3 separate regions of the Sus scrofa genome follow, and regions 1 and 2 are each linked to region 3. The links are chromatin contacts, called in public HiChIP or PLAC-seq maps. All regions are on one chromosome and are shown on one strand. The core of a region is the stretch at or near the end of the contact, and the rest is flanking DNA. Distances in the headings are between cores, read along the strand shown.

The links. HiChIP or PLAC-seq counts read pairs in DNA pulled down with a chosen protein or histone mark.
Region 1: a contact with region 3 is called in an H3K27ac HiChIP or PLAC-seq map of skeletal muscle, with 2.2 times the contacts expected there. The contact joins two enhancer-like sites. A contact is called at or near these places in 1 of 47 Hi-C or Micro-C datasets (retroperitoneal adipose tissue) and 1 of 2 datasets of contacts at active chromatin or transcription factors (skeletal muscle).
Region 2: a contact with region 3 is called in an H3K27ac HiChIP or PLAC-seq map of skeletal muscle. The contact joins two enhancer-like sites. A contact is called at or near these places in 1 of 47 Hi-C or Micro-C datasets (retroperitoneal adipose tissue) and 1 of 2 datasets of contacts at active chromatin or transcription factors (skeletal muscle).

The regions. Positions count from the first base shown.
Region 1 is chr2:120,489,724-120,493,996 of Sscrofa11.1, forward strand. No RefSeq gene overlaps it. Among named protein-coding and RNA genes, the nearest start is that of SEMA6A, 200 kb to the right of the region's middle. Within about 2 kb of position 2,843, at least 15 of the 83 cell types and tissues checked have an H3K27ac peak or open chromatin away from gene starts, as enhancers often do. A contact at or near this core is called in skeletal muscle, where this site is marked.
Region 2 is chr2:120,470,908-120,475,689 of Sscrofa11.1, forward strand. No RefSeq gene overlaps it. Among named protein-coding and RNA genes, the nearest start is that of SEMA6A, 210 kb to the right of the region's middle. Within about 2 kb of position 2,629, at least 21 of the 83 cell types and tissues checked have an H3K27ac peak or open chromatin away from gene starts, as enhancers often do. A contact at or near this core is called in retroperitoneal adipose tissue and skeletal muscle, where this site is marked.
Region 3 is chr2:120,636,987-120,641,368 of Sscrofa11.1, forward strand. All of the region lies in intron 1 of SEMA6A (semaphorin-6A), which reads right to left. Among named protein-coding and RNA genes, the nearest start is that of SEMA6A, 48 kb to the right of the region's middle. Within about 2 kb of position 2,140, at least 17 of the 83 cell types and tissues checked have an H3K27ac peak or open chromatin away from gene starts, as enhancers often do. A contact at or near this core is called in retroperitoneal adipose tissue and skeletal muscle, where this site is marked.

The sequences.
Region 1 (4,273 bases), core at 1,593-4,092, 150 kb before region 3:
TCCTTTAATCAAATAGAATAGCAACAATTAAATGTGTTCTTAATATAATCACCCTTTTCTTGTTGGTCCCTGGGAAACAAGTTTCCCCAAGATGTCTGCTGTGTTTTTCCAGGCTAGTTTTCGGGCAAGGAAGAGAGGCTTCTTGAATCAAGCGTCAGGAAAAAGAAATTGATGTTGAGGTGTGTGTGGAGCAATGAGGAAGGCCAGAAACCTAGGGCAGAAAACAAGGCATGCAGCTAGGTTGCCAGGAAACGGTCCAGAAGATTCAAAGGGGGCTCCAGCAGCGTCCTCACTCAAGCACTCCTCCATGGGGATGAATAAAATCTGCTCTTCACACCTGCAGATGTGGAACCTGTGGATGCCAAGGAGCAACTGTGGGAACTAAGGGGCCCCGGAATCCATGCCTGGTGGATACCAATGGGTGACTGTACTTATATTCAGTGTAATAGCCTCTTTCTCTCTCACTCCTAACCATAAGTGGCTCCTTGTGCTTGCCTACCGCCCCAGCTCACCCATAATTTTGACTTCTCTAGCTCTACGTTCACTTCATGACTCTTCAGAAATAATTTCTCCTGCCAATTAGAAAATCTTGTGTGATTCATGGGTCATGTGAGAGCAAGAATTTAATCATTTACTTCTTCCTCTTTTTTTTTTTTTTGAAAATATATGGGTCTTAGTTTATTGGAAAGGTATCAATTGGTTATTTTTGTGAGTCATGTCTCCAAGCCTGGTCCAATGAGCTGTGCAGGAGGAGTATGGATGAAGAGAAACAGTTTAAAAGTACACCACCTAAGCAGCAAGGGCTTTACATGGGCCAGTGTCCCTTTGAATAGAGGGCCACCCAAACAGGCACTGAGTACCCACCAAGATAGGCAGCATCAATGGGCCTTTGAGAGTCTTTTTAGAGGAGCCATAAGCTACCCACAAACTACGACTCCCACGGAAGACCTGGTTCCATAGGAGACTGGGAAAAGCTGGGGTAAGGTGAGAAATATGTCGTTAGCTCTAACAGTCCAACACATTTTCAATTCAAGGGCAAAGCTATGGATGATCTGTCTATTTCAGAGTGGAATGGAAGAGCCACGCCCACAGCCTCTAAGCCTGCGCAGTGCTCCCAGCTCTAAGCTCTGCAGTGGAATCGGCGGGTAAGTCTTCATAACCCGCACATGAGCGTCTTTGCGCTTGCGCACGGCCATACCAGGAAGCAGGGGTGGGTGTTGCAGGTGATGTGAAACTCCCCTGCTTGTTGGTGGGAAGTCTCCTGGTGCCCGTCTCTTGCCTGCTCCAAAGGATAAGCCAGCAGCAGCTCCTGCCCTTTCGGCCAGAAATGCCTACAGAGCTGCTATTGTTTCCCTCAGGTAACAAATGCCACAAGCCACCCCGGAGCCCAGCTGCTTCCGCGCCATCAAATGAGAAGGGTGCTTTGTTTTAATTGTCACATTTGCTGTTTGGAAGGATGCTCTTTGACCGGCGGAGTTTTCTGGGTGACCTTTCCATAGGAATTGCATGCAAATGTCTTAGCCATAGCTTGTGATTGGTCTGGAAAGGTTATCTCCATTTGTCTAGACGGCTGTCTTCACAAAAGAAAGTTCAGGCAAGGTGCCCAAGGCTGGGGGGCAGTAGAGGAGAAAGGTCATCTGGTCTACACCGCTCTGTCCCCTGGGCCCCACCTGCAGGTGGCAGCTTGTGTTTGCTTCTAGCTTCCCACGGTTTACCTCGGCCTAGAATAACCCTGCTGGCCGAGGTGCCTCGCTGCTGCTTCCCCGCCTGTTTCCTGAGAACAGGCTCTCTTTGAGCAGATGTAATACACCCTCCAATCGCCCTGAGATAGGCGGTGCAGAGGAATCACCCGTCTGAACAACCAAGGCTCTGTTAATGGGTTCTTAAAGGGTTTGTTGAGGGGACAACGCATATTAATGGTTCGCCCTCCAAACAACTCTATTTAAATAACCGCCCTTTCTGAACAACAACAACAAAAACCCTCTCTGGGAACTCAGCTGAGATTAATGTGTTCCTTATTACCACAGAGCCGTCTGATAACCCCTTATCCCCAATCACAGGCTGGTGATGGCAGAGAGATGCGTTTTCAATGAGACGTCCTCAGATTTAAGCTGCCCAAGAGAAAGGGCTGTGCTCAGATTTATGGGCGGTTGGGGGTTGGATTTCTTGGCCTGCGGCTCAGTCACTCCCAGGGACATCAGACTGTTTGTTTTCCTTCCGGGTGGAGGCCTGGAGGTAGCATAAATTAACCTTAGAGGTCACGTGGGGTGAAGGTGGGAGAGTGAAGGCAAGGAGCCTAAAGCCAGGGACGGAGGTTCTGCACGAGAGTTAGCAGAGAAGGTTCCAGAGGCTTGAGGGGATTGCAGTGGAGGAGTGTGAAGTTCTCATGAATCATGTCAGCTGTTGATGGGGGATTCACAGCAAACAGCTGCATGCGCAAGCCGCGGCCTGATCCCTGGGGAAGCAGGTGGTGGGGACTTGTAGGGCATGGCCTGCCCCAGCCTGTCTCCATTAGCTGTAATTATGCTCATGGCTTGTGCTCAGGGACAGCAAGGAGCCACCAAGGCCTGCCGGCACTACCGAAGACCTGCCTTTCTAGCTGGTGGTCAGTCAGCTGTGAAAATGGGCCACACTTGGCAACAACAGAAGGACTCTGAGGCCTGAAGCAATTTTTCTTTGAAATCAGCTTGTAAATTGCAGGGAGTCCAAATAAACTGATGCATTTACTAGCTTGAGCGGCTTTCTCATTCCTGCTTCATTGCCTCAGCCTGGCCACTCCTTGCTGGAGCGGTTCTGGGCGTGGAGATGGGGGATGGAGAGGGGGGAATGGGGATCTCCCCACCCCCACCCCATCTGTCCCCTAAGGCTGGAAGCAGCTCTGATCTATTTGGCAAGGCATTACAGGCTGGACACTTAGGGGATGGTTTCTGTGTGCAAGCACAGGTTCATGATCAATATTACCGAGTGCTTTTCAATATATAAACTGAAAACAGGTTACACAAAACAAACCTATAATCTACAAGGGAAAATCCCTGTTAACTATAAAGCAGAGAGGTACCAAACACTCATTCGAAGATAAATAATACTTGTAGTCTCTCTCCCCAGCCCTCTCCTCCTGGATGGAGAAAGCCACCTTCCTAGGCAGCAGAATTGACCCGTTTAAATTCTGGGATATTTCCTTCCCTAATGATAACTGAAATTCAGTGACAGAAGAAGGCCCTCATGATTTTTGACCAGCTGCTTAGCATTTACTGCAGCATCTTGGTCACTTGGTCAGGGGATTTTGAAGAGCATGCCTGTCTGGGCAGCCTTGAAGCGCTTAGGGAGCAGTTGTCATTGGTGGTCAAAGGACGTCTCTGGGTGGACAGCTTAGGGATGGGGGCCGCCCGTGCAGGTGTGAGTTCAGATCCCAGTGTGGCTACTTACTGGCCAGGCAAGGGATGTCATCTTGCTAAGACTCCAGTTGCTCATCCATCACTGGGGATAATAACTATCTCGTGGTTAGTTGGGAATGGAGTGACAGATGTGACAGCCCCGGCAGGCTGTAAATGCTTCATTAAGTGTCAGTTCTTTTTCATCATCATTGAAGATCAGCAGACTCACACTTTGTCTTCACAAAATGCAGAGCTCAGGCTGTGGAGGGGGCATCATCTCATTGTGGTCTCATCCTTGACTTTCTGTCCTCCCGTCCTCGACACAAAGTCGAAAAGCCAGCCGGGTTGGGGGGCCATCCCCTATCCCAAACGGGCCCTTAGAACCCTGACTTCTGCTCTTTGTCCTTTTTCCTCTCCTCTCCATCTATCCTCATGCCCTAGCTCAAGTCTGACCTCCTCTGGGAAGCCTTCCTGAAGTCAGTCATAATGATTCCTAGAGTATTTGTAAGCACTCCCTGCCTCTTACCAAATGTAACACTGTGATATTAATTAGAATTAGATGAGTCCATGTCACCTCCTAAACCAGCTGGCTATAATTTTGAAGTCATGAGTGGCTCTTTCTATTTCCTTGCATTTTCCCCCCTCCCCAGCTTAGTGTCTAGCTCAAAATAGGTGCTCACGGGCATTCCCTTCATGGCTCAGCAGTTAAGGAACCTGACTAGGATCCATAAGGATGCGTGGTCAATCCCTGGCCTTGCTCAGTGAGTTAAGGATCTGGCGTTGCCATGAGCTGTGATGTAGGTTGCAGATCCAGTTCAGATCTGGTGTTGCTGTGACTATGGTGTAGGTTGTCAGCTGTAGCTCCGATTCATAAGGACCCCTAGCCTGGGAACCTCCAT
Region 2 (4,782 bases), core at 1,379-3,878, 170 kb before region 3:
ACAAGCATTCATTGAGCACCGCCAAGGTGCCAGGCACTGGGGTGGATGCTAGACACATGATCGTGGGTAGGACAGGATTGCTCCCTGCTGTCATGGAGCTCTTGTCTTCATCAGCCGTTGTTCTGAAACAGGTGGCAGCCTTTACAAGTGGTTTGGTAAAATTCTGCCTTGAGCACTGGGGTAACTTAAGGCTTCAGAAGGATGTGCCTGCCCCAAATACAAATGAGACTGTGCTTCATCCAGTCCCATTTCAGGTGAGCGATGTAGGTGTTAGAGGCCAAAGTGGTTTAGGACCTGGGAGTCCTTCACAGGGTCTGCCCAATGCAGGACTCTTTTCCGCAGGGGAGGCTGTGACTTCCCCTTTGGCCTCAGGGATGGACATGCAAAAAAGAGCTAACAAAGAAGACAGAGCTTCTAGGTTATTGTTCCATCAGAAAAGCCAACTTAAATTTCTCTGCAGATTTATCTTGTGGGATTTTCTTTCCCACTGCACCCAAGCTGCTATCTGGGAGAGCTGAAGTCCATATTGTGTCTCAGAGCAGTTTGATGCTCTAGGTTTCCTGGAAAACGGACCTGCTGTTCATGCACACTATCCCATCCAGTTTCTTGCAGAAAAAGATTACTGTTCTGACCTTCTCGCTGCTAGCCAAAGATATTATTTCATTCCTAATTTCTGAGTAGCTGCTTCTGGGTGATTTAGGGTGGGAGGAAGAGGAGAAATGCTATCAGGCTGTCCCCGGGAGTCTGGTTTGGGCCTCCCATTGCTATGGATACTGAGGAGCCAGACAGAGGCAATTACAGGAGGAACCAGGGGCTCGGTGTGTGGGGTGGGAGGGCAGGGGGATAGTCATGGGTGATGGTCGAGCACAGGGGGGCTTGAGGAATGAAAGGAACAGTAAGTCTGGCCAGATCCTGTAAGCTCGGTCTGTGAACTCAGACTGAAGGGAAAATAATTTGCTCTTCTTGGCAGGGCTCTGTGTATACTTTTTGCTACTTAATCCTTACAGAAAGTTGAGCACTATGAGGAACTGAAACCAGCGAGACTCAGTCCCATGGCTGGGGCCACACAGAAGATGGCAGCCTCAAATTCAAACTTGGGCCTGCTGATTTCAAAGCTGGTACCTTCTCCACCTGCCCCTCCAAGCCCTCTGGATGGAGAAGGGCCCCTGCTCACATGTCATTCAGAACAATACCAGTGATGTTGTGCTAGGACATGGAGGACAAAGGCTGGACTCCCTGCAGCCTGTCATTCAGAGGCTGGTGGCTGTCAATTTGTGTCAACTCATCTCCTAGTATTTTTGGGGGCAGGTCAGCCAGCCCATTCATTCTCTTGCCCCAGGACTATTGTAGGACCATATAGGTGCCAAAGAGACAGAATGAGCTTAATTTTCCAGACTGAGGTTCACGGTTACACTGGTAAATTAAATCCCCAAATACAGGTGATGGCACTTGGCCTGGTCTGCCCAGGTTTCAGCTGTGTGGCTGCCCCCTCCACCTCTCCCTGTGAGTGCTTGAGGCCCATGGCTTTGGTCTGCTCTGAGGAGCGCTTCACAGAGGATGCTGGAAGCACTTGGGGAGCGTGGGGGTATCAGACCTCCGGACAGATGTTGTGACCTCTGGAAGTCAGCCTGCCTTTTGGGCTGTCAAGGCCAGCTCCTGAGACTGAGCCGTGAAACTGAGCCTCCTGCAGGAGCCCGGGACACCTTCCGTTCCTAGTAGACTCCATCACGTCCATGAGGCAGCATTCTGTACCAAAGGGAGGGAGGACGGGAAGGAGGAAAGGCATCCTTGTGGGTCAGAGGCTTGGGAAAGGGGCGGGGAGCCCAGGGCCTTGGGGATCACCCAAGGCCTTGGGGATGGGAAAGAACCAGAGCTGTCTGATCGTTTCCACCGTGTAGAGGCGGTACAGTTGGTGTCACTTTGGGCTGGTTTGGTTTCTTACATCAAACACTTCCCTTGCTAATAAGCTCACAGAGCTCTGTTCCTCTCTTTAGAAGAGTGTGTAGGTGACGTAGCTCTGGCAGCCGTTTCCTGTGTTTTTTCAACTCTAGCTTTTTCATCTCCCCACACCTCTCGGTTACAGATTCTGATTCTTCAGACTCACTCCTCTCCTTCTCACCTCCTTGTGTAGGTCCTTCTAAAAAGCTCAGTGCCAACCTCCTGCCATTGATTGAGCACCACTTGTGTGCCAGGTGTGTGTTCAGCATCATCCAGGCACTTATTTAATCTTCCTAGCAGGTTTAGCTATACAGCTTCAGTTTACAAATGAGCAAACAAGCCCAGAGAGATTTAGCAACTTGCTCAGGGGTACACAGCTTCTTATAAGTGGTGGAACTGGGATTTGAGCTTCTTTCTATCCATCTGATCCCAAAAGCTGTGCCCCCAGCATGGCCTCCTGGCACTGCCCTGCTCTGCAAGGTGAGAGGCAGCTCTTCAAATCTCACTTTTGTATCTGTGATGTTGGTGAAGGGGAATGAGCATGCCTTCAGCAGCTGCTTCCAGAGAGTGACAGGACCACACTATCAAGGGCTTCAGGTGTTTGCTTTTGGCAGAAGTTCCTCCAGGCCTTCCTGTTGCTCCAAGCAGGCTGTCAGGGAGCCTTTACCCTCCTCTAGGGAGGCAGCTGCTATTTCCAGCTCAGTGATTTGAGCAGGCCTCCCAAAGAAAGTGTTATTGCAAACCTGGCCTTTATCCCTCCCTGTTCCAGGGACTGCAACTCCTGGCTCTAGCTGGAGATCTAGATTGCAAGATAAGGAAAGAGCTGGGCCAATTTTCTGGTCACTTCTTGGCACCAAACTCTCATGTTTTTACAGCAACCACAGGCCCTACATCCTTCCTGGAGAACACAAGCAAACTCACCTCTCCCCACTTTCCCAGCCCCTGGAGGCGGCTGTTTTGATTTGCTATGCTCACAGCCTCCCTTCACTGGGCAGGGGCTTCCATATGGCCCAGGTTAGAAGAGGATGATTTCCAGGGGGCTCCTGGAAATGTGTTTCAGGTGGGCTCCTGGGCATTTGGCCTGTCTACTGCCTCTTCGTCTCTGTTTGCTTTGCCTGATTGTGTTTTCTCTGCTGATTTGTCTAAGTTTCTTTCCCTCACTTTGTCCAAGGTGCATCTGGTACCCATTTGGCTGGGAGAGAGCAGAAGCAGCGTGGTTAATTGAATGCTTGGCACAGGGCTGCAAGAAGCAAACCGAGGAGAAAGGCAAGGGCTAGAAGGGCAAGGAGAATGTGGTTGATTGGAGCCTTTGCACAGCGCAGAAATTCTGCAACCTCCCTGGTTTCTGTCCAGAAAGAAAGCCTCAAGAAGGTGAAAGGAAGGACTTTGAGTCATTCTGAAACTTGATGGCAACTCCTGCTTCAGTGGAAGCCCCACCATGGCCCATCCTTCTCTCACAAGGCCCGTGGCTTCTGGGCAGGTGGCCAGGGTACCACCAGGCCCTGCTTGCTGGGAGGGAAGAATGAAAGGGCTAGAAAAGATCACCTGTGTCTCTATTCTTGTTTTCATCTAGTTTGTAGTCTGGCCTCTGGTTGTACAGCAGGAGTTTTGGCTCAGGACCTTGGTCTGGTGCCAGAATGCCAAGTAGAAGTGAAACAGCACCACTTGGAATCCCCATTTCTGGCAGGGCCCCAGGGCCAGCCCAGCCGCAGCAGGGGAGACTCTCGGCCCAGTTACCTGCCTGTCTGTGCCTCAGACTTTGAGAGACCAAAAAAAGCACAGAGTTTGAATCTCACATTGGGCTCCTATTTGATATATGCCATCCAAATAAGTGCCTGTTCATTTTGGGCCTCAGTGTCCCCATCTGTAAAATGCAACACATCACATTGTTCTGAAGAGTAAATGAAATGATTCAAAACACGCATCAGTTCTGCATCTCATTAAAGACTCCACATATATTACTTCATTCACTTCACACAGCCCTAGGAGGAAGGACTATTGTTTTATGGAGAAGCAGAGATGGGATAGGCTGGGATCTGGCACCCTTGACCAGCGTGCGTGCACCCGGACAAAGTCTTCTCCAGCAACAGCATATAAAGAAACTATAAGGGAATACAAGTAACCACACATGTGCAGTTGTGGCAATTATGAACAACAGGCCACAAACCAACAGCCATTTTTTAGATTCCAGGAGCAAAAGCAGAGTACTGCCCAGGGCACCACCAAGGGGGTGGGTTGACTACATACGTTATGCCCCCTGCCCAACCTGCAGACCTACCCCCATCGTTATCCCACCCAAGTGGCTACTCTCCAGGCCTGAGCAAGGGCACCTGTTTTCTGTTTTTGCTCCTTTGTGCTGCATCACAAGCCCCAATAAAGCCTTGCCTGAAATTCTTACCTGGTCTGTTATCAATTTTGATTGATTAAAAGAGCCTGGATGGGTAACAGAAGCTAATGACACATCCATGGTCTCACAGCCAGGAAGTGGCAGGGGTGGCAGAGCCCAGACTCCAGGTGGGGTGTCTGGCCCAGACCCTGCACATCTAGGCCATGCTCTCCTGCCTCTAGGTAAGCGGGGAAGCTCCTGGTGCCTGGTGGGAAGACACACACTGAACGCCAGCCCTTTCTGTCACTGCCTCGGGCTGTGGAGCTGCTCAGGGAGTTACCCTGGTTGCTCTCTGGAAGGACAGTGACATGGAGACCAGCAAACAAAGCACAAGAACGAGTGAAAAAAGAGGAGGCTGGGTCAGGAAGGACATGCAAGACGCTGACACAAGCAAGGTCAGTGGGGAACCCCTGGAGTTGGGGCATGGGAACTGGGTCCTCCCTGGCCTGGGCCCTCAG
Region 3 (4,382 bases), core at 890-3,389:
ATGTCCAATAAAATAAGAAACTGCTTTTCCTGGTGATTCACCACATACTCTTCATTCATTCAAGAACTGATTGGGTCTAATGTGTGCACAAGGCACTGTGCTCAGGTGGTAGGGGATACGGAGGTCATTGGTCAGTCTGTGGATTCTGCCCTTGGGGGGCCCCAAGACCACTATAGGAGATGGTACACAAGCAGCTATAACAGTAAAAAGCATGTAAACATAAAATAATGAGAGTTGAGAGGACTGAGAGATAACAGCCAGGTATTGTTTCTCCAACCAAATCACACGTCAAATCTGTCCACTTTTCAACACACCACCTGTGATCATCTGACCCACCACCGTCTCCTGCCATGACCATTATAGCAGCTTCCTAATTAATTTCTTGATTTCCACTTGGCCTTCTACCCATCTATTCTCCATACAGCAACTGATGGTCTTTTAAAAATATAGATTCAGATCATGTCCTGCCCTGCCTAAACTTCTCTAGTGGTTTTTCGTTGTTGTTCTGGGGTTTTGTTTTTTGTTTTTTGTTTTTGTCTTTTTAGGGCCGCACTGCGGCATGTGGAGGTTCCCAGGCTAAGGGTTGAATTGGAGGTGTAGCTGCCAGCCTACACCACAGCCACAGCCACGCCTGGTCTGAGCAGTGTCTGTGACCTACACCACAGCTCCAGACAACGCCAGATCCTTAAGCCACTGAGCAAGGCCAGGGATCAAACCTGAGTCCTCAGGGGTGCTAGTCAAATTTTTTTCCCCTGAGCCATGAGAGGAACTCCTCTAGTGGTTTCTTATTGCATCTACAACAAAGTTGAAACCCCCTATCCTGGGTGCAAAGGGGCCATCAGCCTTCCTGACCCCATCTGGTTCCATTCCATCACTGCCCACTCTGCTCCACTCTCTCAGTCTTGCTTTCCTCAAAACACGCAGCTCTCATTCTGTCTTAGAGATTTGCTGCTCCCTCTTCTTGAAATTTTCTTCTCCCACCTCAGTCTTGATGCAGCTGGCTCACTTTCGTCCTTCAGAACTCAGTTAAAATGCCTTCTCTGACCCTGAAAACCATCCAGTGCCTTTTCTTTCATCAGTCTATTCCAAATTTCTGTAATAATTTGTCCTTAATTGATATCTCCACATTCCTACCCGTATTTGCTTTTTTCTGTCCCCTCCATTAGGATGTGCGTGTTTTATGGGCAATGGGTTTGTCTTGTTGATCACTGTATCTTAGTGTTCTGGAACAGTGAACCCCCAACAGATATTCATTGAATAATGCATAAGGGTTAACTCAAGAAAGCACCACAACAATTTCTGACAAATCAAGGTTACAACACAGGAAAGTGGAGATGCAAGGGGCAAGGATAGGTATTTTCAGATATCTGAAGAAAAACATGGAAGACAGTTATGAGGGTAGAACTGAGGTCAGTGGGCAGAAATCATGAGATAATGTTTGCTCTAAATAAGGAGAAACTTTCTAGTAGTTCCAGTAACATACATGGACTGGCCCACCTAAGGGGTCAGGAGGCCAGAGGAGTGCTGGGCTGAAAGGAACGCTGTCCAGGCGAGTGAGATGTCAGATGTGGGGGTGGACAGCGAGGACCCAACGGAGAGCCTGATTGCCTGTGATTCTTGGTCCTTCCTCAGGAAATCACAGATGACCTGCAAAATCCTGCTGTTGACTCATGCTCTTGCTGGAGTCTGCCCATAGGTCTTTAGAAGAAGCAGTGGGCCTGCTGTCAGAGAATCAAAGATCAAGTCCTCAGGCTTTGGCCAGGCCTCATTTATTCAGGATCCCAGTTGTAGTGGGATCCAAAAAGTGTATGTGAGGACAGAGATGGTGACAGCCTAATGGGCATGACAGGCAATGACCAGAGGACTTCTGGGCAGGGAACATACAGCATCCACAGTGCCCTGCCTCCTCCCATCTCTGCACATCTCACAGAAGGTCTGGAGTGTGGGATACAAAGTTGAGCTCTGGTGTGTGGCCTTCCTGGGGATGAATGTCATCCACTGGCTTATGACGAAGGCTCAATTGCCAATGGCATACAGACCCCAAGAGATGATTTAACTCCGCTCTTGTCTCTAATCCTTACCAGTGACTCATAACTTTCTCCTGACACCAGAGCAGCTGGGCCAGCCAGCTGGAGAGAAGACCTCCAGATGTTGCTGGCTGGACTTGGAGGGGGCTGTAGGGCTCTCGTCTGTGCAGTCAGCCCAGGGTGCGTCAGTGGGCCAGAGTGGGGCTGCTTCCCCCTCTGCAAACAAGATGCGCCCGGGGACGTCAGCTCTGTCGTGGGCTGTCTCTCATCCTTCCACACAGCGTGTCTCCACACACAGAGCAGTGCAGCTCCTCTTCTTCTGCAGCTCAGAGGAGTCGTATTTCTTTTGGGAATATTAGATCCTTGAGCCAGTCCATCTGGAGAAGGTATGAGAGAGAGTCCTCTGGCTAGAACGTACCCACCCAGATGTCTGGGCTTAAAACAGATCTCCAACTAGAGAATGTGTGAAAGGATGAGAAGCTAAAGGAGAGGAGGGGGTGGGGCCAAGGAAGAGATGATGTTGTTTCTGAGAAAAGGATTAAAACAAAGACATAAAGTTGGATTCGTTGATTAGACACCAGAAAAATATGAAATGTACGTGTGAAATCGCATTAAAGTGGCTCTTTATGCAACGTTTTGTACACTGAAGGCACTTGTTAAATATTTGTTAATTTTGATCCAAGTGGCTTTGAGTTTTTTAAAATATCAGCACATTGAGCTCTACAGTGATTGTAAAAGGGGCAAATTTTTAAATGAAAATGGAAATATAAGTCAGGACCTATGGAGTTTTTAAGTAGTTGTGACTATTTCAGTTCTGTTACACATGCAGCTAGTAAGAGCAGTTGTCTTGGAGGCAGAAGGACTGAGGGTCAGATGTGGAAAAGAAACCCAACTTTTTTTGCTGTACCCTTTTATGCTTTTTAAGGTTTTTTTTTTTCTTTCTTATGGATGTGTTTCATTTTTGGAACAAGTTATTATTTTTTGAATCTGTGTCTCCAGAGGCGAACCTGGAACGCAGGCCTGCCGATACCTGCCAATTCCCACAGTTTTTCCCAGGATCCCATCCCTTCACAGTGTGTTCAGCCAGCGGGAATGTTCTGGAATACAGGATGAGGGTGAGGGGGGTTTATAGGCATGGTAGTGTCAGTAGTGGAAACTTTATCTGTGATGCAGATGGATATATCTGGTGGCTGATAGTTTACACGACACCATAAACCCGCCTGCGTGCTATATGAATGGCTGCCTAATTTATTAGCTTTCAAATAAAAATGTAACAAACTTGGAAAGGCAGGGTGCAGTGAAGTCAGATACCAAGAATCGGATGAGCTGAAAGCCAACACTCTTGGTATTTTTTCGTTTTCCATAAGCAAGATTACCAGGCTGTGTGTAATCTTACAAGGGGGACCTTTTCTCCTCCTCCATGTGCGTGTCCATTTCTGGGCAGCTCCCACCCCCGTGTTCTCTGGCATCACTGCCTCTCTTGGCATTCACTTCCCATGACAAAGGAAGCCAAAGGCTGCTTCCAAAGCAGCCCCAGAGGACACCCAACTTTTTAGGTTTTTTTTTTTTTTTAATTTACACAATGATTTTTAAAAATCTAAAGATATTTATTTCTTCTATTATTGTTGATTTACAATGGTCTGTCAATTTCTGCTCTACAGCAAGCGACCCAGTCATATATATGTGTGTGTGTGTAGTTTTTCTCACATTATCCTGTCATGTGTGTTCTCTTCTGGGAACGGTCACCTTAGACTCTGAGAGAATGACTTCCCAGAGCAGGGGATCATTGACTTGTGGGCAAATGAGGCTTCATCAGGTAAGCAAAGAAGCCCTGTGGGGAGGTACCCACGGTATGCAGAGATGATAGGTAGGAAGTGTCATTCATCCTATCCCTCCCTCTTTGGGAGATGAACTACAAGCAGCGGCTTCTTCCTTTTTGTTCTTATCACTTGTTTACTCAGCAAACACTGAGCTACGTGCTGAGATGGGGGCCAAGACTTGTTTCTCCCTTCTTCAGTCCCCCTTCTCCCGAGAGCCCATTGCAACCACTGTGGAGCTGCTTCTCTTGCCGGGTGGGTCACATTATGCTCCTCTTCTCGGGGCTCCAGGGCTCTCACTGGGGTGGGAGACAGTTGTTTCTGAATCGAATTTCAACTCCAGTTTGAGCCCAGGAGGCAAGTGCTGCCCACTGAAACATGTGCAGTCTCTCTTCCCTGCCCCACCAGTATATGCTGCTCCGTCCGTAGCTAAATGCAAAAGCAGACCCTACTGTGGGCATGCACCAGGGATTTCTAGACCTGCCCACACACTGGAACCGCTTGGAGAGCTTCAAAATTTAAGAATGCCTGTGTCCTG